Regions from separate parts of the Sus scrofa genome. Here all the other regions are linked to region 4. Evidence: chromatin contacts called from public HiChIP or PLAC-seq and promoter capture Hi-C data. All regions are on one chromosome and are shown on one strand. Each heading gives the region's core, a stretch centred on a gene start, on an enhancer-like site or on the middle of the called end of the contact. The rest is flanking DNA. Distances are from core to core; before and after follow the strand shown. Region 1 holds the start of PSMB3 (proteasome subunit beta 3). Region 2 holds the start of CWC25 (CWC25 spliceosome associated protein homolog). Region 3 holds the start of STARD3 (StAR related lipid transfer domain containing 3). Region 4 holds the start of RPL19 (60S ribosomal protein L19).

Region 1 (4,797 bases), core at 1,354-3,853, 320 kb before region 4:
ATTTAATGTTTTGTTTTAGATATTTTTATTTTTTCCATTATAGCTGGTTTACAGTGCTCTGTCAATTTTCTACTGTAGAGCAAGGTGACCCAGTCACACATACATATATACATTGTTTTTCTCACATTATCATGCTCCATCGTAAGTGACTAGATATAGTTCCCAGTGCTATTACAGCAGGATCACATTGCTTATCCATTCCACAGGAAAGAATTTGCATCTATTAACCCCAGGTTCCCAGTCTAAACCACTCCCTCCCCCTCCCCCATGGCAACCACAAGTCTGTCAGGAGAACCTTCTAACCAAACCTTTCTCACATCTGAAGTTCTCTAGTTTCCCCAACAAAGAAGCACCTGTCATGTGCCATTGTCAAATACAGCTCTAGGCACCGGGTCGGTAACCTGATGACCTGGATTTTGTCCCACAGGATGCTCACAGGCTGGTGCAGGCAAGCTGCAGGGTTACACAGCCTGTCGGTTTAGCTTCCATGGGCACGGTGTATATCCTGTGTATACCCACCCCCATTGCCCCCCTAGGCCTGCAGCAGCAGTAAGAGTAGGTGAGCATTGGGGAAGGCTTTCAGAAGAGGCTTCCTTTGAGCCTTGTCTTGAAAGGAGACCAAAGTGGAAGGAAACCGCTTAAGAGGGTCCTTTGCTTAGCTCCTCCATAAAAATGGAGGCTCCCTCTCCCAGCTCAAGGGTGCACCTCTGCACTGGCAAAGCGATGTATGCCCAAATTTCCCCTCTCCTATGCCAGTTGTAGTATCTCAGGAGGTCATCCAGCTGACAAACTTTTCATCAGAAGAGTCACTGTGTCTGTCATAGACTAGAAGCTTCCAGAGGGTAGCAACTCAGGAAACCTAGGTAATTGTTTCTAGCACATGTACCGAGAGATACTTCGAGAAGAAGACCTCCTGGAAGATAGTAGAAGAAAGCAGCTCCTTCAGCGATTTTATGAGTCTTTACCTCTGTGTCTTTTACTCCTTCTCTCTCCCCCAAACAATGTCCTTTGTCACATTCTGCTTCTATTTCTCCAACCTCGTCCCCACATCTTTATATTTCTAGAAAAACAAACAAACAAAAACACCTGTTTTGTCTTGATGCTTTCCTTTTTCTCATGCTTGTCGTGTTAATTGCTTCTCTCCCCCCTCGCCATTCCTCTGGGTCTCCCATTGACCCCGCCTGTTTCTCTGTCATATCCCCGCTTTCTGTCTCTCTCTGTATAGGACAGCTGATTTCCCCTTCTCACCTTTTTTTTTACTTCATCCCTCAATTTGTTACTGCCTTTGTCGCTCACACTTTCTTCCTTTCCAAATGTAGTATTTAGAGAATGAAATATCGATTGAGGCAGATAAGGGAAAACCGCCCAACCTCCAAGGCAAATTCATTCTTAATCCTGTGAAAAAATGCAACCTGAAACGTATTGTACAGTGAGGCAAAAACCTATATGTCTTTGCCTTCCCTGCAATCCTGTTGGGGGCGGGGTGGGAGGAAGGTGGCAGAGGGAAGTGCTGGAGAAAGTATCCCCTCCTTAACGAAACAACATCGAAGTTTCAATCACAATGACCCTCGGATTTACTATAGAAATAGTATTGTCTGCTGTTTCAACACAAAATCTGGCTTTGCAGTGTTTGTGAGAATAAGGTTTTTCCCCTTTTTCGAGGGGGAAAAGAGAGCGTCCCTGGGTGGGCTCGAACCACCAACCTTTCGGTTAACAGCCGAACGCGCTAACCGATTGCGCCACAGAGACTGCGATAGCTAGTGGTGAGCTGGTGGCCAAGTCAATGGGAGTGAGCCTGCGACAGCGCTAGAATCAGAGCGGAAACCCCACAACCTTGTGAAAGAAGTGACTTGACGGAAAAAGGGAAGCCTCACGACCTGGAGAGAGAAGCAGGCGGGATGTGCACGCCTCCCCTGCACTGGCTCGGAGGTGGGGTTGGGGAACTGTCACCTGCTTCCTCATTGGGGACACCCAGAACGTCCCTCTTTAAGGTGACCCGAGGTTAGGGATACTTGAAAGTCGACCTGTTGTGAATCCCTCAGAGCAGAACCACCTTCGGCTTCCAAATCTTTCCTTTGCTGCCCAACCCTTGCAGCCGCAGAATACCCAAGACGCCCTCCCTCTGCCCCTCCCCTTGGCAACAGTAAAAATGCATTTTATGGGCTCCTCCTAAATACGAAGCATGTCCGGAGCCTAGCATGGTGACTGGCACACAATAGACAAGGATTTCTGGAATGAATAAATGAAACAAGCTTCATGAGTAATATGCGCGACGCGCACAGCGTGCTCTTAAACAACCCCGGGGCCCTTCACTAGTGCGAAAGCCCTCTATCTCGGGTTTCATCAGCCCACGTGGGCACAGGTTCCAGCCCGCGATGGGGAATCCAAGACTGGGTCCACCGCTATCCCAGCTTGCACCGCGACACCGGGCTCTTCCGCACTTACAGTGACTTTTCACTTTGCGATTTCCCCACCTCGGTTTTGGCCTCTCAACCAAACTCCTGTACTGATGACTGACAAGGAAGCATAGCCAATAGAATGCCAAAGTGTCCCGGAAGGGTCGGCCTCTCAGCCAATAGAGAGAAAGCAGCGAGAGTGGGTGCGCAGTGAGGCCCAAAGCCGGTTCGCAGGAATTGTGGCGATTGGAGGTCCTAATACACTGCAATCATGGTGAGATGGGGAGCGAGAAGAAGGGACATGGGGTAGGGATTGAGGAACAAGGAGTGGGGTCATGGGGAGTTGGGGAGGCGGAGAGGCCTGGTGGTCGGTTGAAGGAAACGACTCCAGTTTGAAGGGGGAGCGGACCGCAGTGAGGACCAAGGCGGGGAGTGGGGGCTCCCCGCAGAGCTGGAGTTGGGGCATTCAGGCACCTTCAGACTGGAGAAGGATGCGTCCAGAAGTCTCCGAATCAGGGGCTGCGCCGGGGGCCGTGGCCGCGTTTGGCCCCTCGCGCTGAGCCCCTCCGCTCTGTCTGCCCCAGTCTATTATGTCCTATAACGGAGGGGCCGTCATGGCCATGAAGGGGAAGAACTGTGTGGCCATCGCTGCCGACAGGCGCTTCGGGATCCAGGCCCAGATGGTGACCACGGACTTCCAGAAGATCTTTCCCATGGGCGACCGGCTATACATCGGCCTGGCCGGGCTCGCCACAGACGTCCAGACAGTGTAAGTATCCAGGGTCCCCACCCAAACCCACGCCTCTTCTTGGACCAGCCTTGCCTAGCGGTTTGAGTGGCCTGGGTGTCAGTCATCTATCAAACAACACCATTGCATCTGAGACCTTGCCGGACACAGAAAGCGAACAACTTAGCAGCATTTACTCTGTGCCAGACGCTGTGGATGGCACCTTATTACCTCCATGGACTTTAGTCCTCTTAACATTACCATGTTGCTGTCCCATTTTGCAGATGAGGAAACTGAGTGTCTCAGAGGGTTTATTGCCCCAAATGTAAGCTAATGAATGTCACCCAGGATCCCAATCTCTGAGGCCAAAGCTCGTGCTCAGTCTCTAAAGAACTTTGGCACTCGTTGGGAAACAAGGCAGGCATGCAGAAAGATAGCTAACCCATAATGAGCTGGAGCATATTAATTGCTAGATTAGTTACCTAGTTGACAGTGGTTCTTTGAGAGAAGGGAGAGTCCAGGAGTTGAAATAGGTGGTTCTCCTGATGATCCAGGTTTGAGGGTTGAGGTCCTAATAGGGTGGCGTGGTGGGAAAGGAAAGGAGGGCATTTCTGAGAGTGGTCACTGACCAGTCTTAGCAGTGACAAGGATATTGTGAAGCCAAAGAGTTACCCATTGAAGTCAAGGTTTGTGTCTTTTTTTATCTGTTTTTATGGTTTACCCTAGTACTTGGCATGCTGGCAAAATGTTTTTTGGATTTTTGTCTTTTTAGGGCTGCACCCTGTGGGCATATGGAAGTTTCCAGGCTAGGGGTCCAATTGGAGTTGTAGCTGCCAGCCTACGCCACAGCAACTCGAGATCCGAGCCATGTCTGTGACCTGGCTCACCACGATGCTAGATCCGTGACCCACTGAGTGATGCCAGGAGTAGAACTTGCGTCACTCATGGATACTCATCGGATTTGTTACTGCTGAGCCATGACGGGAACTCCCCAAAATGTTTGAAAGATGATTTCTGTTTTGAGCATGTTGACTGAAATATAGGAAGACTAGTTTTAAGGGAAAGGTGGCAACTTTGATTTTGATACCAATTGTAAAGGCACAAAGTAAACCATGCAGAAATACCTCTGGAGCAACTGGGGTCTTGAGATTATATCTCAGGGCTGGATAGGCATTGGTGATCTGTGAAATCTATAGGAACAGATTCTGGAAAGCCAAAAACATAGAGGGAAAAAATAAGCTGCAACTCAAGAGCTGTATATTTAGCAGTGGGGAAAGAAGAGAGGCCAGTGGGAAAGAGTCAAGACAAAAGTTTCAAGAGGGAAGAAAACGAATCTGATTAGTATCCATGAGGATGTGGGTTCGATCCCTGGCCTCGCTCAGTGGGTTAAGGATCCCGAGTTACCGTGAGCTGTGGTGTAGGTTGCAGACTTGGCTTAGATCTGGCATTGCTGTGGCTGTGGTGTAGGCCAGCAGTTGCAGCTCCAATTCGACCCTTCTATATTCCTTGGGTGCGGCCCTAAAAAGAAAAAAAAAGAAAACAACAACCCCAAAACACAGCATCTTGCTTTTTTTTTTTTTGTCTTTTTTGTTGTTGCTATTTCTTGGGCCGTTCCCGCGGCATATGGAGGTTCCCAGGCTAGGGGTTGAATCGGAGCTGTAGCCACCAGCCTAT
Region 2 (5,350 bases), core at 474-2,973, 260 kb before region 4:
AGACCAGAAGACCAGTTAATAAGTCTATTTTTTCTCTCTTTTTTCTTTTTAGGGCCGCGCCTACAGCATATGGAAGTTCCCACACTAGGGCCAATCAGAACTGCAGCTGAGGTCTAAGCCACAACCACAGCACCACCAGATCTGAGCTGCATCTGTGACCTACACTGCAGCTCCTGGAAATACCAGACCCTTAACCCACTGAGCAAGGACAGGGATTGACCCCGCATCCTCATGGATACTAATCAGGTTCTTAACCCACTGAGGCACAGTGGGAACTCCCAGTTAATAAGTCTACATGAGAAAATGGACACAAGGTACTTGCCATGTGAAAGGTGTACAGTCAAGGAGGGCTCCTTCTTCCTTTTCTTTCTTTTCTTGTCCTCCCTTTCCCCACATCAGGCTCTTCAGGCCTTCCTTCCTCCTCCACCCTTCCCTCTTATCACAATGGTCCTCCTCTTTGGCCTTCAATATGGGTGACTTTGCCTCCCAGGGAACATTTGGCAATGTCTATAGATAATTTTGGTTGTCACAAGTGGGGGAGAAAGGTGCTACTGTCATCTAGAGGCTAGAGGCCAGGGATGCTGCTAAACATCCTACATGCACAGAGCCACACACACAACAAAGAATTATCCAGCCCAAAATGTCAACCTGAGGTTGAGAAACTCTGGACTACAGCTTTTCTATCCTTAAGTGCAGCTACTTGAAGGCACTAAATTAGACAAACCTTGACGGTATCTTGGAACTCATCCTAATTGGTAAGAACTGACAAATGCTAACATAGCTACTGGACAGGTGGCTAAACAATCTATTTGCTGATTCAATTAGCTACATATTCAGGAGATTAGCATTTTTCTGACCTTGCACCATGCTCTTGTGGGTACATCTGTCCAATTTTGGGCCCTAGCCCCCTAGAATGTACTATACAATTTAAGAGAAATAGGCATACAACTTATATTAAGTGCTACAAATTGAGAAAAGAAGCTCTGCCACTACAGATCAGAATACAGCACTGAAGTAAGAGTGGAAGTAAGAAAGATGAATCTAAAGATCTCTTCAAGTTTAACATGGACCCAGGACATGGCTCAGGGAGGAGAATAGGGCACAAATCATCCCTACTACAGCCCAGGACATGACTGAACTCTTAGCTGAGGAAAGGAGATGTATCCTATCCCAAGATACACAAAACAAAGTCTATGCGCCACGTCCTACATACCTGCCTCCTTTCCTAGCCACAATTCCAACTGCCCTAGGGCCCTCCCAGAATTTCCAGCCAGAAGGTCTCTCTGCCAGCAAACAATGACCTGCCATCCTTGACGACCCACTTCGCACATCTTCCCAAGTCTCCACTCGGTCCCTCCATAGCCTTAGAGATCCTTCCCCTGTCCAGGACTATGGCTCCCTCTCCCTGAAAGCAAGGCAGCGTTGCCATGATTACCCACTGCCACCCCCGCCAATTTCCGTCCCCAGCCCAGTCTCCGGCCTCATCCTTCCCCCGCGCCCTGGACTCCCTCACTTACCAGGTCTCCGCCCCCCATGACGGCGGAGACGTTTCCTCACTAGGCGGACCTAGAAGATTCAGAAAGGATGGGAGAAAGGTAAAGAAACAGTTCAGCTCCGACTTCCCAGATCTGGTCCCGGGGGTAACTGGACACCACTTTCACTGCCCGATCCAGAGCCCACTTCCGGGAGGGCGTCCCATTGCGGCGACGGCGTCGCAGGATCATGACGTTTTAATACGCGCTGTCGCGTTGCGTAGCGGTAGCGTCACGGGCAGTTTCGCAGGTTGCGGCCGTGATATCGCGGGATTTGTGGTCGTATTTTCATCGCCGCAGCTTGTCCGTTCAGCGGACATTCCAAACCGTGTGTTAAAGCGGCGTGGACGTGTCGGTTGGCAATTGGTCAGCGCACCATGGCGTCCCTGTGGAACTGCACTTGGGGGTCTACCTCGCCAACCCCAGCCTAGCCCCCCGAGGTATCCAAACGTCTTTTCAAATGAGCACTCTCCTCAAACCTCGACTCACAGCCAACCCCCTTACTCTAGGCCTATTTTACGGAGTTAACTAGAAACCATCGAAACACCATTAGCTTCCCTGCACCAAACCTTTAGACTCTGCCAGTTTACCCCTTTCCCTAACGTTTATGATGGAAGAGGCATCCCTCCTACCTCAGGCCTGGCTGTTCATCCGCTGCGATCCCACCCCTCACATCTGGTATTACTTAATTCCTCCCTCTCTCCTCTATCCCAAGTATTGGCTCTTTGTCATCATCATTTTAGATACGCTCAATTGATGCTTAAAAAAAAGAAAAAAGAGACCTCATGTGTTCTCCCCAGCTGCTGCACTCTGTCTTTAGCAAACTTGAAATGAGTTGTCTCCACTTATTTCACTGCAGCGGCCGGATCACTGCTGTGGTGCCAGTTTGATCCCTAGCCCAGGAACTTCCGCAAGCTGCAGGCACGACCAAAAAAAATAAAATAAGATAGAATAGCATCACAGTGGCGATCAATTTGAAATAAATAGAAATATCAAATCACAGCATTATGCACCGCAACTTTACATGGTGTTATAGGTCAATTACACTTCAAAAACAAACTCAGCAAAAAAGATCCGATTTGTGGTTACCAGTGGTAGGATGGGAGGGGGGGGATTGAATGAAGGTATTCAAAAGCTACAAGCTTCCAATTACAAAATAAAAAGTAATAGGGATGTAATGTATAAACATGATTAATATAATTAACACTAATGTAAGTTATATATGAAAGTTAAGAGAGTAAATCTTTAGTTCTCATCACAATGAAAAATATTTTTGTTTTATTTTGTATCTATATAAGATGATGAATATTCAAAAAAAGAAGAAAAAAAAATGGAAATTCCCATTGTGGCACAGCAGAAATTAATCCAACTAGAATCCATGAGGATAAGGGTTCAATCCCCAGCCTCACTCAGTGGGTTAAGGACCTGGCGTTGCCCTGAGCTCTGGTGTAGGTCACAGACGCAGCTCAGATCCTGTGTTACTGTGGCTGTGGTGTAGGCTAGCAGCTGTAGCTTGAATTGTACCCCTAGCCTGGGAACTATATGGCTATATGGAACTATATGACCCATATGCTGCGGATGCACCCCTAAAAAGAAAAGGAAAAAAAAAAAAAGGAAGGTGAAAGACTGCATCCATGAAAAGGCAAATTTTGCTCAGTTATGAAAGGATATAGAGGCAAAAACATCCAATAAATATTTGTTGTGTATTTACTGTGTGCCAGCACTGAGATCACATGTTACTTGGAGAACAGAAAATAAACAAATGCTCAAACAATCCAATGGTCAGGTCATGATACATGCGAAACCCAGGCAGAGGCATCCCCAAGAAAACAACAGCTGCATTTAGTGCTCAGACAACAACAGAGGTGTGCTTGTTCAAGTTCTGTGCCAAGTTCAGGAAGCATGCCTGGACCTACAACTCCAAACCTGCTTTTCCAGCACTTACTCATGACATTTTGCCCTACCAAGTAGCTCTTGTGATGATTTCTCTCTGTGTGACTTTTGCTAAAGCATACATAGAGGAAAGAGCAGGTATCAGAAATCTGCAGCTCCTTTTGCACAGCAAAGGAAGGAAACCATAAAAAAAAAAAAAAAAAAAAAAAGACAACCTACAAAATGGGAGAACATGGTTTCAAACAATGCAACCGACAAGGGTTTAAATCTCTAAAATACACAAATAACTTTCACAACTCAACAGCAAAAAAGCCAACAACCCAATTGAAAAAATAGGCAGAAGACCTGAATAGATATTTCTCCTAAGAAGATAGACAGATGACCAACAGGCACATGAAAAAAAATGCTCAACATCACTAATTAGTAGAGAAATGCAAATCAAAACTACAGTGAGGTACCACTAATTAGTAGAGAAATGCAAATCAAAACTACAGTGAGGTACGGTCAGAATGGCCATCATTAACAAGTCAACAAATGCTGGAGAGGGTGTGGAGAAAAGGGTACCCTCCTTCACTGTTGGTGAGAATGTAGATTAGTACAACCACTATGGAAAACAGTATGGAGATTCCTCAGCAAACTAAATATAGAACTACCATATGACCCAGCAATCCCATTCCTGGGCATCTATCTGGCCACAACTTTTTTTTTTTTTTTTTTTGTCTTTTTGCCATTTCTAGGGCCACTTCTGTGGCATATGGAGGTTCCCAGGCTGTATCAGAGCTGTAGCCACCGGCCTACACCACAGCCACAGCAAGGTGGGATCCAAACCGCGTCTGCGACCTACACCACAGCTCACAGCAATGCCTGGTTCTTAAGCCACTGAGCAAGGCCAGGGATCGAACCTGAACCCTCATAGTTCCTAGTCTGATTTGTTAACCACTGCGCCATGACAGGAATGCCCTGGCCACAGCTTTCATTGAAAAAGATAACGTGTGCCCCTATGTTCATAGCTGCACTATTTGCAAGAGCCAAGATGTGGAAACAACCTAAATGTCCATTGACAGATGAATGAATTAAGATGTGGTACATATACACAATGGAATACTACTCAGCCATAAAAAAGAACAGAATAATACCATTTTCAGCAACATGGATAGAACTAGAGACTCTCATACTAAGTGAAGTAAGTCAGAAAGAGAAAGACAAATACCATATGATATCACATATCTGGAATCTAATATATGGCACAAATGAACAAATACAGAAAAGAAACAAACTCATGGACATGGAGAACAGACTTATGGTTGCCAAGGCAAAGGGGGAGGGAGTGGGATGGACTGGGAGTTTGGGGTTAGTAGATAAGCAGTGAGATCCTGCTGTATAACACAGGTAGCTATATCTAATCACTTGTGATGGAACATGATGGAGAATAATGTGAGAAAAAGAATGTATGTGTGTGTGTATATAGATAGATAGCTGGGTCACTTTGCTATACAGCAGAAATTGACAAAACATTGTAAATGTGTACAATAATAAAACTATAATAAAAAATTTTGGGAGTTCCTCTCATGGCACAGTGGAAACAATCTGACTAGGAACCATTAGGTTGCGAGTTCGATCCCTGGCCTCACTCATTGGGTTAAGGATCTGGCGTTGCCATGAGCAGTGGTGTAGGTCGCAGATGCAGCTGTGGCTCTGGCGTAGGCCGGCAGCTCTAGCTCCGATTCGACCTCTAGCCTGGGAACCTCCATATGCCACAGCTGCGGCCCTAAAAAGAGAAAAGACAAAAAGGAAAAAGAATGAGAGAATGAAAGAAAGGAAGGAAGAGGAAAAGAAGACAGAAAGAAAGGTCTGCAGCTCATTGAACATCCTGAGCACATCTGGGTAACCAGCATCCACCATCCCTCTCCAGAGTCCCTCTGCCG
Region 3 (4,783 bases), core at 1,374-3,873, 350 kb after region 4:
GCACCCAAACAAAATGGAATGGGCCTCCTCTTTGCATTGGCAGTGGGTGCATCAGCCATGGGAGAAAAACTCCAGTTGGAAGAGTTGAGTCTCTCTCAGGACCCCCCACCCCCACCCCCACCCCAGAACAGCTGAAGAGGAGGTGAGAGGAGACTCTTCCCTCAGGAAAAACAGCAGGGCACTGGGTCAGATGACAAGACAACTGGAGTTCCTGCAGTGGCACAATGAGATCGGCAGCATCTCTGGAGCGCTGTCACGCAGGTTCCATCCCTGGCACAGTAGGTTAAGGATCCGGCATTGCCGCAGCTGTGGTGCAGGTCACAACTGCCTCCAGGATCTTATCCCTGGGCCCTGGTTCCCTGAGGTACTCCATATGCCCCAGGGCAGCCAAAAAAATGGAAAAAAAAAAAAAGATGACAAGACAACCAAGGAGCAATTATCAATTGCCACCACTCCTGGAGCATCTCCTGGGGGCCAGCACTGAGCTGCAGAGTATTAACTATTGTTTTATTTAAGGCAGTCTATGCAATTTCTTTCTTACCATCCCCTTCAGAGAGATAACAACAAACTTAACTAAGTCATACGGTTAGACATTGGAAGAGCAGTCTTAGGCCTGTGCTGTCTCCAGTATGCCATGATCACCCTCGGAAAGCATAACCTCAGCCAGCTGACTCAGCTGATGTTCCAGAACAGTCATATAGATACTCAGAGCCTGTATTTTTGTGTGTTTGTTTGCTTTTTTAGGGCCGCACCCGTGGCATATGGAATTTCCCGGGTTAGGGATCAAATCTGAGCTACAGTTGCCGTCCTATGCCACAGCCACAGCAACGTCAGGAATTTCCCGGGTTAGGGATCAAATCTGAGCTACAGTTGCCGTCCTACACCACAGCCACAGCAACGTCAGATCCGAGCCGTGTCTATGACCTACACCACAGCTCATGGCAACGCCAGATCCTTAATCCACCGAGCGAGGCCAGGGATCAAAGCCACATCCTCATGGATGCTAGTCAGATTTGTTTCCACGGCACCACAATGGAAACTCCCCAGAGCCTGTATTTTTATCCCTTTTCCCCATCCCCAGCTGGACAAAAGACAACTTGTGGCCAAGGTCTGGAGGGTCCCTGGGAGCGCCCACCCCCTCTGGATGAGCCCCAGAGAGTTGGAAGCTCTGAGAACCAAGTGGAAGACCCCGCATTAAGTGGTGAGGCTTGGGGAGGGTTGGTGTTGTGATCTTGGTAGGCGTGGCCAAGCCCTAAGTTCCTTTGCTTGCCTTGCAGAGCCAGGGGAAGAGCCACAGCGCCCTGCCCACCCTGAGCCTGGCACATAGGTACCAAGCCCTGCATCTCCCAGATGGAAGTGGAGAGGGCATTGCTGTTCCTCAGAAACCCACCCCATCCCTACCCTATTTTGTACCTTTCTCAATTGCTAGGGCTGCGGCTTCTAGAAGACTAAGGCTGGTCTGTGTTTGCTTATCTGCCCACCTTTGGCTGATGCTCAGAGTCCCTGGGCACTTGCTGCCTGATGCCTACCCCTGCCAGTCATTCCCCCATTCACTGGGTGGGAGCTGGGGTGTGAGAGTCTGCATTGGAAAACTCAGTAAATGGGGGACAAAGGTTCATCCTTCACAATTCTACTCCCCAGACCCTCTCCCCTGGGCATAGGAAACCCACAGGGCAGGACCCTAAGATCTGGGGAAAGAGGGTACTGAGAACTTGTAAGTGCCCACAGATCCTTCTCCATCCCCTGGGAATTCCTTCTCACTGGCGTCTACCAGGGCCCAGGATTCAGGCATCCTTTCCACAGCCTCCACATTTTGGAAATCTTCCCCTTATCACCTGCTCCCCAGCCTGGGTGCCTGGAAGATGGACTGGCAGAGGCTGCTTTGTTGCCTTTTGTTTGTGCTTTGATGCCAGGAATGCCGCCTAGTGTAAGTCCTTGGGAGGAGGGGCAAACAGTGGGGGATCTAGGCTCTCCTTGTCCTCCAGCTGCTCTGTCCTCTTCCCTTCTTCCCTGACTCCAGGCCTGAACCGCTCCCCTGCTGTAATAAATCTTTGTAAATACCTGTGCTGAGACTTCTCTTTCAGGGAAAAGGAGAGGGAGGAGGAGGTTCACTATGTGGTAGTCATCCAAGGGTCAGGTCCTTGACCGTAATGTCCAGTCCTCTAGTTTGCAGCCTTGACTGCAGCCAAGTTCCAAGCCCTCTTAGGAAGGACCACAGACATTCTAGATCCTGCTAGGGAGGTGGAAAGAGGTGGGGCGGGGGCGGGGGCGGGGTGGAGAGAAGAGGGGTGCTTCAAGAGTAACTGGATTCCTCGTCCTCCAGGCCCGCAGGCCTCCCCTCAGGAAGCTCCCCTTTTTTCTCCAGAGTGCTAGGCCTCTGTGGCCCAATAAGCACGAAACCCCTGGGCTTCTAATTCCTCTTTTCAAGCCTAACTTTAGCAGCAGCCCCCATTTCCCGCCCTTGTGGGCGGGGCCTGAGGGCTTGGGGGCGGGGTTGGGAGAGGGGGCGGTGCCTCGGGCCTAGTACCTCCCGGTTCGCTCCCGGGGGCGGACTCAGTGGCGGAAGTGGCGCCGAGAGGAGATCCCCTTCCGCTCGGAGGCGCCGCCGAAGCTTCGGAGCCAGATTGCGGCTGGGGCTGGGAAGAGCCGGAGCCGTGGCTGACATGGTGCAGGTGGGTCCGCGAGAGGTCACTGGGACCGGGTGGTGGTACGAGGGCTACGTCTCGCCGATGGATCCTGGCTCCCTAGCCGGTGTCCGTTCGTGGTTCGGTCCGACCCTTCCCACACCCTCCGCGCTCCAGGTTCCGCCCCCTTCCTATGCTCGGCCTCGCTCCACTCAGCGCGGGGTTGGAGGGTCGTCTGCGTTGACCCTCTACGGCCCCGCCTACTCGAGAGAGCCTTGGAAAGGCGTCCCGGATCGCCCTCCAAAGCCTCTCACGTTGCTGTGAGGGAAGAAGCAAGGGGAAGGTATCAGGGTATTAAAGGTCAGGATCTGGGGAGGGGTCAGGATCTGAGAATGAGGAGGAAAATATTTCCAAGTTCCTGGAGGTCAATGTCTCACCGTCATCCGGTCTCCCTCAACTTCCTTTGGAAACGACAGTGAATGACTTCCCAGTTGACATTATAAGGGCCCTTTAACGTATCTTTCTTGAGTTCTTAGAGGAGCATAACACCAGTGACATAAATTCTCAATTGCAGTAGTGAACACGTACCCATCACCCTCTTTTTTGGCTTCCACCGCGTCGGCATCCCCTTATTTTCCTCCTGCTCTTCTGACTGTAGAAGCACGGTTTCACATTCATCTCTCTTGCTCAGCCAGCCTCTTAACTCTGGATCTGGATGGTCTCATCCACTCTCATGGTTTCAGCTTTACACCACCTACATACCCCAGTCGTGTCCAGATCTACCTTTTCACCGAAGCCTCTCCCTGGAGCCTCAGTTGGCCTTAGGCTACTAGTTGGACAGCTCCACTTCAGCTGGAATTCACTCTGTCTAAACTTGAACTGCTCTTTTCCCCTGCAGATTCCTTCTTTCTCTGCCACCCCATCTCAGCCAGAAACCTAATAATTATCATATATTTCTCCCTCAACTCCCATATCTAAGAGGTGACTTAGTCCAGCTGACTTCCTGAACATGCTTCACATCTAGTCCTGTGCCTCCCTCTCTTCTGTGACCACTCTCGTTGATGTGTTTCTCACCAGGATGACCACAGTGGCTTTCCAGCAACTTCCAGTCATGGCTGCCTGCAGCTCAGTCTCCAAACTGCAATTCTTCTCATCCTTGAAAAACACAATTCATAGTATCACTTCCTTGTCGAAAACCCTTGGATGCTTTCCCATTGCCTATGGGAAAGGCTGCATCTTTAGCACAATTTACAGAGCTCTCTCTGATCTGACGCCTTCCCCGCCAGTCTTCCTGTGTGTATCCTAAGGTCCGACAGGGCACTGCAGGACATGCTTACCCACACCTTGCTGCTTTGTGTCTCTGTGCCTTTGCACGCACCAGCCCCGCTGCCTGGAGAGCCCCTTCTCCTCTTATTGGCTGGGCTGCCTTCTGCTTGTCCTGGAGTGCTCTGCTCAGGCAGCATCACCTTTGGATCACCTTCTGCCCAGCCCACCGCTCAAGGCGCAATATTGCCCCCTCTGAGTCCCTGCAGTGCCCTGTCCATGGTAGCACGATGATTGAGAATCAGATTTCCTGGTTTGTTTTTTTTTTTTTTGTCTTTTTGTCTTTTTGCCATTTCTTGGGCTGCTCCCACGGCATATGGAGGTTCCCAGGCTAGGGGTCCAATCGGAGCTGTAGCTGCCGGCCTACGCCAGAGCCACAGCAATGAGGGATCCGAGCCGCGTCTGCAACCTACACCACAGCTCATGGCAACACCAGATCGTTAACCCACTGAGCAAGGGCAGGGACCGAACCCGAAACCTCATGGTTCCTAGTCGGATTCGTTAACCACTGCGCCACGACAGGAACTCCAGATTTCCTGGGTTTTGACTCTGTTTTGTGACCCCGATGAAGTCCCTGCCTCGGTTTCCTCATTTGTCAAATGGAGATAGTAATGTGCCACCTGATAGAGTGATTGTGAGGATCAAATGAAATAATGTATGTTTAGGACTTAAAACAGGGAGCATGTGACGGTTCAATAAATAAGTGTTAGCTCTTACTGTTTACATGAGGATAATACAGAACCCTGGTTCTGACTTTTAATTTTACAAACTGCTTCAGGACAGTTGATGTGGCTTACTTCTCATTCTGTCCCAGAGCCCCAAAGCCTGACTCTTTG
Region 4 (5,352 bases), core at 1,673-4,172:
TGGGTTTGCTGGTACTTTGTCGCTTGGGATTATTGGGAGGAAGGAGAATGAAATTAAATGATGAGTTGCTGGGATGTTTGGAGACGCTGTAAGGTGCTGTGCAGCTGTCAGTCATAACAGGAGGACCTGTTACCTCCCTACTCTACCCTTTCCCCTGCTCCGCAAGAGGAGAGATGAGTAGAAGAGAGAATTGCCTAGGTTCAGGGAACCTAAAACAAACCAACCTGCTGTCTTCTGCTGGAGGGGAGGCTGTGGAATACTCTGACTACTCCTCACCCTGGGTTCTGCAACAAGTGATGGCCAGCCTTAGTCGTTTCTCTGGTCACATCACCTTGACCTAGAGTGAAGATGAAGCATATTAGCATTGTTCCATGAACAGATCCATCTCTGAGCAGGGCTCCCATCTTCCCCTGTGCACAAGCAAGCCTGGCATGAAAGAACTCATGGGGTTTTTAATCAGAAGGACCTGGGAGTTCCCGTCGTGGCGCAGTGGTTAACGAATCCGACTAGGAACCATGAGGTTGTGGGTTCGGTCCCTGCCCTGCTCAGTGGGTTAACGATCCGGCGTTGCCGTGACCTGTGGTGTAGGTCGCAGACGCGGCTCGGATCTCGCGTTGCTGTGGCTCTGGCGTAAGCCGGGGACTACAGCTCCGATTGGACCCCTAGCCGGGGAACCTCCATATGCCGCGGGAGCGGCCCAAGAAATAGCAAAACAAAAAAAAAAGACAAAAAAAAAAAAAAAAAGAAGGACCTGAATTTTCAATCTCTGCTACTTCAGTCAGCTGTAAAATGACCATGACACTAATTGCGTTGTTGTGAGAAAGGGGCATAAATTTTGCTTTCCTTCCCTCTCTTTGATCTTCTAAGCTCTATTTAGCAGCCAGGAAAGTTCAGATGATAGATACGGGGTTATCAGCTGAAGCAAAGCAAGGAGATGGAGGCAGAACTCAGATCTGTGTTTCTTGAGCCCCAGAATATTCTTAGTTTTTTTAAAAAATATATATAGTTGATACAATGTTTTGCCAGTTTCTGCTGTACTCAGCAAAGTGACTCTGTCATACATATTACACATTTTTAAATATTATTTTACCCTAGAAAAACAAAACAAAAAGGGCGTCCCCATGGCGCAGTGGAAATGAATCTGACTGGAACTATAAGGTTTCCGGTTCCATCCTTGGCCCCTCTCAGTTAGTTAAGGATCTGGCGTTGCTGTGAGCTGTGGTGTAGGTCACAGACATGGCTGGGATCCTGCATTGCTGTGGCCGTGGCGTAGGTCCACAGCTACAGCTCCGATTAGACCCCTAGCCTGGGAATCTCCATATGCCATGGGTGCGGCCCTAGAAAGATAAATAATATATATATGTATATATATTATTTTTCATAGTGGTCTATCCCAGGAGATTGAATATAGTTGCCTGTGCTATACAATAAGACCTTGTTTATCCATTCTTTTTTTTTTTTTTTTTTTTGTCTTTTAGGGCTGCATCCGCAGCATATGGAGGTTCTCAGGCTAGGGATCCAATCAGAATTGAAGCGGGGGGCCTACACCACAGCCTCAGCAATGCAAGATCTGATCCGCAGTTCACAGTAATGCCAGATGGATCCTTAACCCACTGAGCGAGTCTAGGGATGGAACCTGCATCCTCATGGATACTAGTCAGATTCGTTTCTTCTGAGCCAAGACGGAAACGCCTTGTTTATCCATTCTAAATGCCATGGTTTGCATCTACTAATTCCAAACTCCTAGTCCATTCCCCCCACCCCCCGCCCCGTGGCAACCACAAGTCTGTTTTCTGTGAGTCTCTGTTTTGTAGATAGATTCATTTGCACTATATTTTATTTATTTATTTTGCTTTTTTTATGGTCTCTACCTGTGGCATGTGGAGATTCCCAGGCTCCGGTGGAATCTGAGCTGCAGCTGCCACCAGTCTACATCACAGCTACAGCAACACCAGATCTGAGCGCGGACTGGGACCTACACCACAGCTCTCGGCAACACTGTATCCCTAACCCACTGAGTGAGGCCAGGGATCTAACCAGCGTCCCCATGGATACTGAGCCACAATGGGGATCTCCCATTTGTGCCATATTTTAGATTCCACATATGAGTGATATTATAAGGTTTTTGTCTTTCTGACTTAGTACGATAATCTCTAGTTGCACTTCCTTAGGTTTTTGCATTGGGAACTCCAGAGCAAGAGGAAAGAACTATGAGAGGTTCTAGCAACCAGGTTTAAGACTTTCACAGCTATTCATTCGCTCCTTATTTCTCAAGTGCTTACTATGTGCAAAGCTCCATGGCTGCCGGCATACAGTATGAGCCAAACAAAAGACTGGTTCCTGTCATAAGGAGCATGCCTTTTTACTTATTTATTTTTAAAGAGGAGCTGGTCTTAATGCCTGCCTTCGCAAGCTGCAAACGTTAACTCATGCGATTTTCACAACTGAACAACGGATATATCACGTACACTATACGGAGAAGGAAACTGAGGCACTAAGAGATCAAGGACCATAGGGGTGCAAAAACATCAGCTAGTATCTTTGGTGGTTTATTCTGACCTCCAGGGTCTCCCAATAATTAAGAGAGTGAATACAGGGCTGCTTTTGTCTGAAATCCGCCCTCATTATTCCCTCTTGCTTCACCTTCCACACCCGCCCCGCGCCAATAAAACACCCAAAGAACCCAACGCGACTGCGAGAAACGGGCCACTCTAGCAAAATTCCCTCAACCCGCCTGCGCAACCCAGCTGACTTCCGGCTTCCGCCATCCACGTGACCAGACACCCTTGCCACGCATGCCTAATAGGAAGTCGGACTATACCACTTTGCCATGCCGAAGGGGTATATTTTCTATGTTTTTAAGTTTAAAACCGATTTCTGATATTAGGCTTCGAGTATCCCGGATCTTTACAGAAGATATAAGTACGTTTATGGTGGCAGAAGATGAAAAGACTGGAGGGGAATACGGGCGAAAGCGGAGCCAGGGATGAGCTCTCCCCTGCACAGATAATGGGAGGAGCCTGGCGAGAGCAAGTTCTTTCCTTTCGCCGCTGCGGCAGCAGCCATGAGGTAAGGGCTCCAGGGTCTCCGATTTTGGTTGATTCCGGCTGCCAGGGCACTCGACGGCTCGATACCTCAGCCCCTGGTGGGAGAGTTGAGGTGGAGACGGCCCTGAAGCGGCCGGCCTTGGAGCTTAGGGTAGGCCGGAGCACACTAGCTCTTGGCCTGGAGAGGATGGGGGTGGGAGAGCGTCCTGGGCACTCTTACGCAGGAGGAAGGGCGAGCCCTGCGCCCCACACGTGTCCGAGGCTACTCCTGCGGGCAGAAGAGAGGCGGTGGCGGGAACCGGGCTATGGCTTCCTTACTCGCTGGGTCAATCTGTGGCTCCGAGCCCATGTCTGCTTGCATGTGACGTAGGACGGGGCCTCGCGTAGGTCTCGAGCCTCCGACTGTCCGGGATGAAGCAATCCCTGGTTCTTTGATGCCTTTTATTCGGTGGAGCCATCATAAGAAAATCCTTAAGGCTAGTATATTACTGTGATAAGATGAGAAAAACGAGCCCAGGAATCAGAAGACTGACTAGCGAATCGGCTCCGCTGGCCTCAGATTCTTCGCGTTAAATAAATTCATTTTCACTGGTGCATGTCAGAGTATTAGCTCCCTCTATAAATTTCAATTTCATCCGTTCATCTTATTTTCCAGAGGAGAAAACTGAGGCGCAAATACGTCAAGATATAGCTTGGGCTTTGTCTACATTATGGGATGGGTAGTTGCCAAGGCATTAACAAAAATCTGGATACAGGGGAGATTTTTAATTTGGAGGTGCCATTGTGGGTGGCAAAAGCCTGGGGCGGGAGAGACATGTTTGTCCTTAGTACTAAATGCACATACATCCATATCCTGTGGTATATTTCACATTAGAAGGCTTTGGAGGGCAGGTCTTGCTGGGGATGCTCCTTGCCCAGGAATGGTTTCCAGGGCCTGATAGTGTTTTCTGTTTGTTACAGTATGCTCAGGCTTCAGAAGAGGCTTGCCTCCAGTGTCCTCCGCTGTGGCAAAAAGAAAGTCTGGTTGGACCCCAATGAGACTAATGAAATCGCCAACGCCAACTCCCGTGAGTTCTTGGGTTCTGCGACCTTTCTTTGCCCTATCACCTGCTCAACCCTTGAGGGATGAAAGGTGGCACAATTGTGTTAACTTGAATGTGCAGATTTAGGAGAGCTCATAAGTCGGACATTGGGGGGTGGGCATCCTTAGGAAATGGAAGGAATCAAAGAAATAGGAAATGCCAGGGGTTCTTCTCTTCCTGCCATTTGCCAGAATGAGAGAATGGAGGTTAATGGAACTACCCAGTGTTATATTAGTAAATACGGTTAGAATGGATGTTCTGTTGTATAGCTATATGAAGGGTTTGTGAAGAAGCAAACTGGAGTACTGGGGGTTAGGGATGAATTGGGAAGGCCTGGGCCTCAGAACAGAGGCATGTTTGTACATAATTACTCAAAGTAGTTAGACAGTGTCAGTCCTGCAGATAACATTAGCATACCACAGTACTTCCATAAATAGGGTTCCTGCTGTAGCACAGCGGGTCTTAACCCGCATTGCCACAGCTATGCCATAAGTTACAGCTGCGGCTCAGGTTTGGTCTCTGGCCCGGGAACTTCCATATGCCATGGGAGCAGCCATATTTGGGGGGGGGGGATGATGGCAAGGCAGATTTTATTCAGGACCATTGAAATAGTTCTCCGGGGACCAGTGCAGTGGGATTTTACAGTGAGGGGGAGAGATTGGGCTCAAATCAGAAGGTAGCATGAGCAACTAGGGATTGACAGCCAAGGAGCACAGTGTAGGGGTCAGTGGGAGGAAAATTACTATGAAGAAACAGGTAAGGGGGATTCTGACTAAACTGACCTAAAAAAAAGGATTCTTCCTGAAATCACGATAGGGGTTTCTGGTTAACTAACTTAAGCGGGGTTCTTTCCAAAATGAGAATTTACAAGGAACTGTAAGGATGGGCCTAGAAGGCTTGGAAACCTGACAAAGGTTGGGTCAAGCAGGAATCTTTGTCACCATCAGAGAAATTTTTAACCTGTTTGGGTTTGTGGTGGTGTAATGGGTGTTCAAAACTTCCTCACCTTATTTTAGGCTGGTAGCTAACAGCTGAGACAGGATTTGAAGGACTAGGCTGTATTTGTATACTATTTTAATCACCCCTCCCCAAATATAGAGAGAGTTTGCTATAAAATACTCTCGATGGATGAAATTCTTATGTATTTTAAGAAACAGAGGTTCCCCTATTTCTACTGCTTTTGAAACCAGGGATGTGAGTGGTATCTCTGGCCTCTTGTTTGT

Evidence for each region. Promoter capture Hi-C pulls out the DNA fragments that hold promoters and counts their contacts. HiChIP or PLAC-seq counts read pairs in DNA pulled down with a chosen protein or histone mark.
Region 1: a promoter capture Hi-C map of liver shows a contact between it and region 4, with 2.9 times the contacts expected there. The contact joins the promoter of PSMB3 here to the promoter of RPL19 in region 4. A contact is called at or near these places in 1 of 5 promoter capture datasets (liver) and 1 of 2 datasets of contacts at active chromatin or transcription factors (alveolar macrophages).
Region 2: a promoter capture Hi-C map of liver shows a contact between it and region 4, with 4 times the contacts expected there. The contact joins the promoter of CWC25 here to the promoter of RPL19 in region 4. A contact is called at or near these places in 1 of 5 promoter capture datasets (liver), 1 of 47 Hi-C or Micro-C datasets (skeletal muscle) and 1 of 2 datasets of contacts at active chromatin or transcription factors (alveolar macrophages).
Region 3: an H3K27ac HiChIP or PLAC-seq map of alveolar macrophages shows a contact between it and region 4. The contact joins the promoter of STARD3 here to the promoter of RPL19 in region 4. A contact is called at or near these places in 1 of 5 promoter capture datasets (liver) and 1 of 2 datasets of contacts at active chromatin or transcription factors (alveolar macrophages).

What each region holds. Positions count from the first base shown.
Region 1 is chr12:23,355,422-23,360,218 of Sscrofa11.1, reverse strand. It overlaps PSMB3 (proteasome subunit beta 3), which reads left to right and starts at 2,603. Exons shown (of 6, transcript NM_001144902.1): 1 at 2,603-2,670; 2 at 2,981-3,165. The coding sequence starts at 2,668. TRNAN-GUU (a tRNA gene) reads right to left here and starts at 1,749; the gene lies at 1,676-1,749.
Region 2 is chr12:23,294,423-23,299,772 of Sscrofa11.1, reverse strand. CWC25 (CWC25 spliceosome associated protein homolog) reads right to left here and starts at 1,723. Exons shown (of 10, transcript NM_001244652.1): 1 at 1,518-1,723. The coding sequence starts at 1,535.
Region 3 is chr12:22,678,525-22,683,307 of Sscrofa11.1, reverse strand. It overlaps STARD3 (StAR related lipid transfer domain containing 3), which reads left to right and starts at 2,623. Exons shown (of 15, transcript NM_001143725.1): 1 at 2,623-2,672. PPP1R1B (protein phosphatase 1 regulatory subunit 1B) reads left to right here. Exons shown (of 6, transcript XM_021067047.1): 6 at 1,278-2,064. The coding sequence ends at 1,327.
Region 4 is chr12:23,031,907-23,037,258 of Sscrofa11.1, reverse strand. RPL19 (60S ribosomal protein L19) reads left to right here and starts at 2,922. Exons shown (of 6, transcript XM_003131509.5): 1 at 2,922-3,069; 2 at 4,008-4,114. The coding sequence starts at 3,065.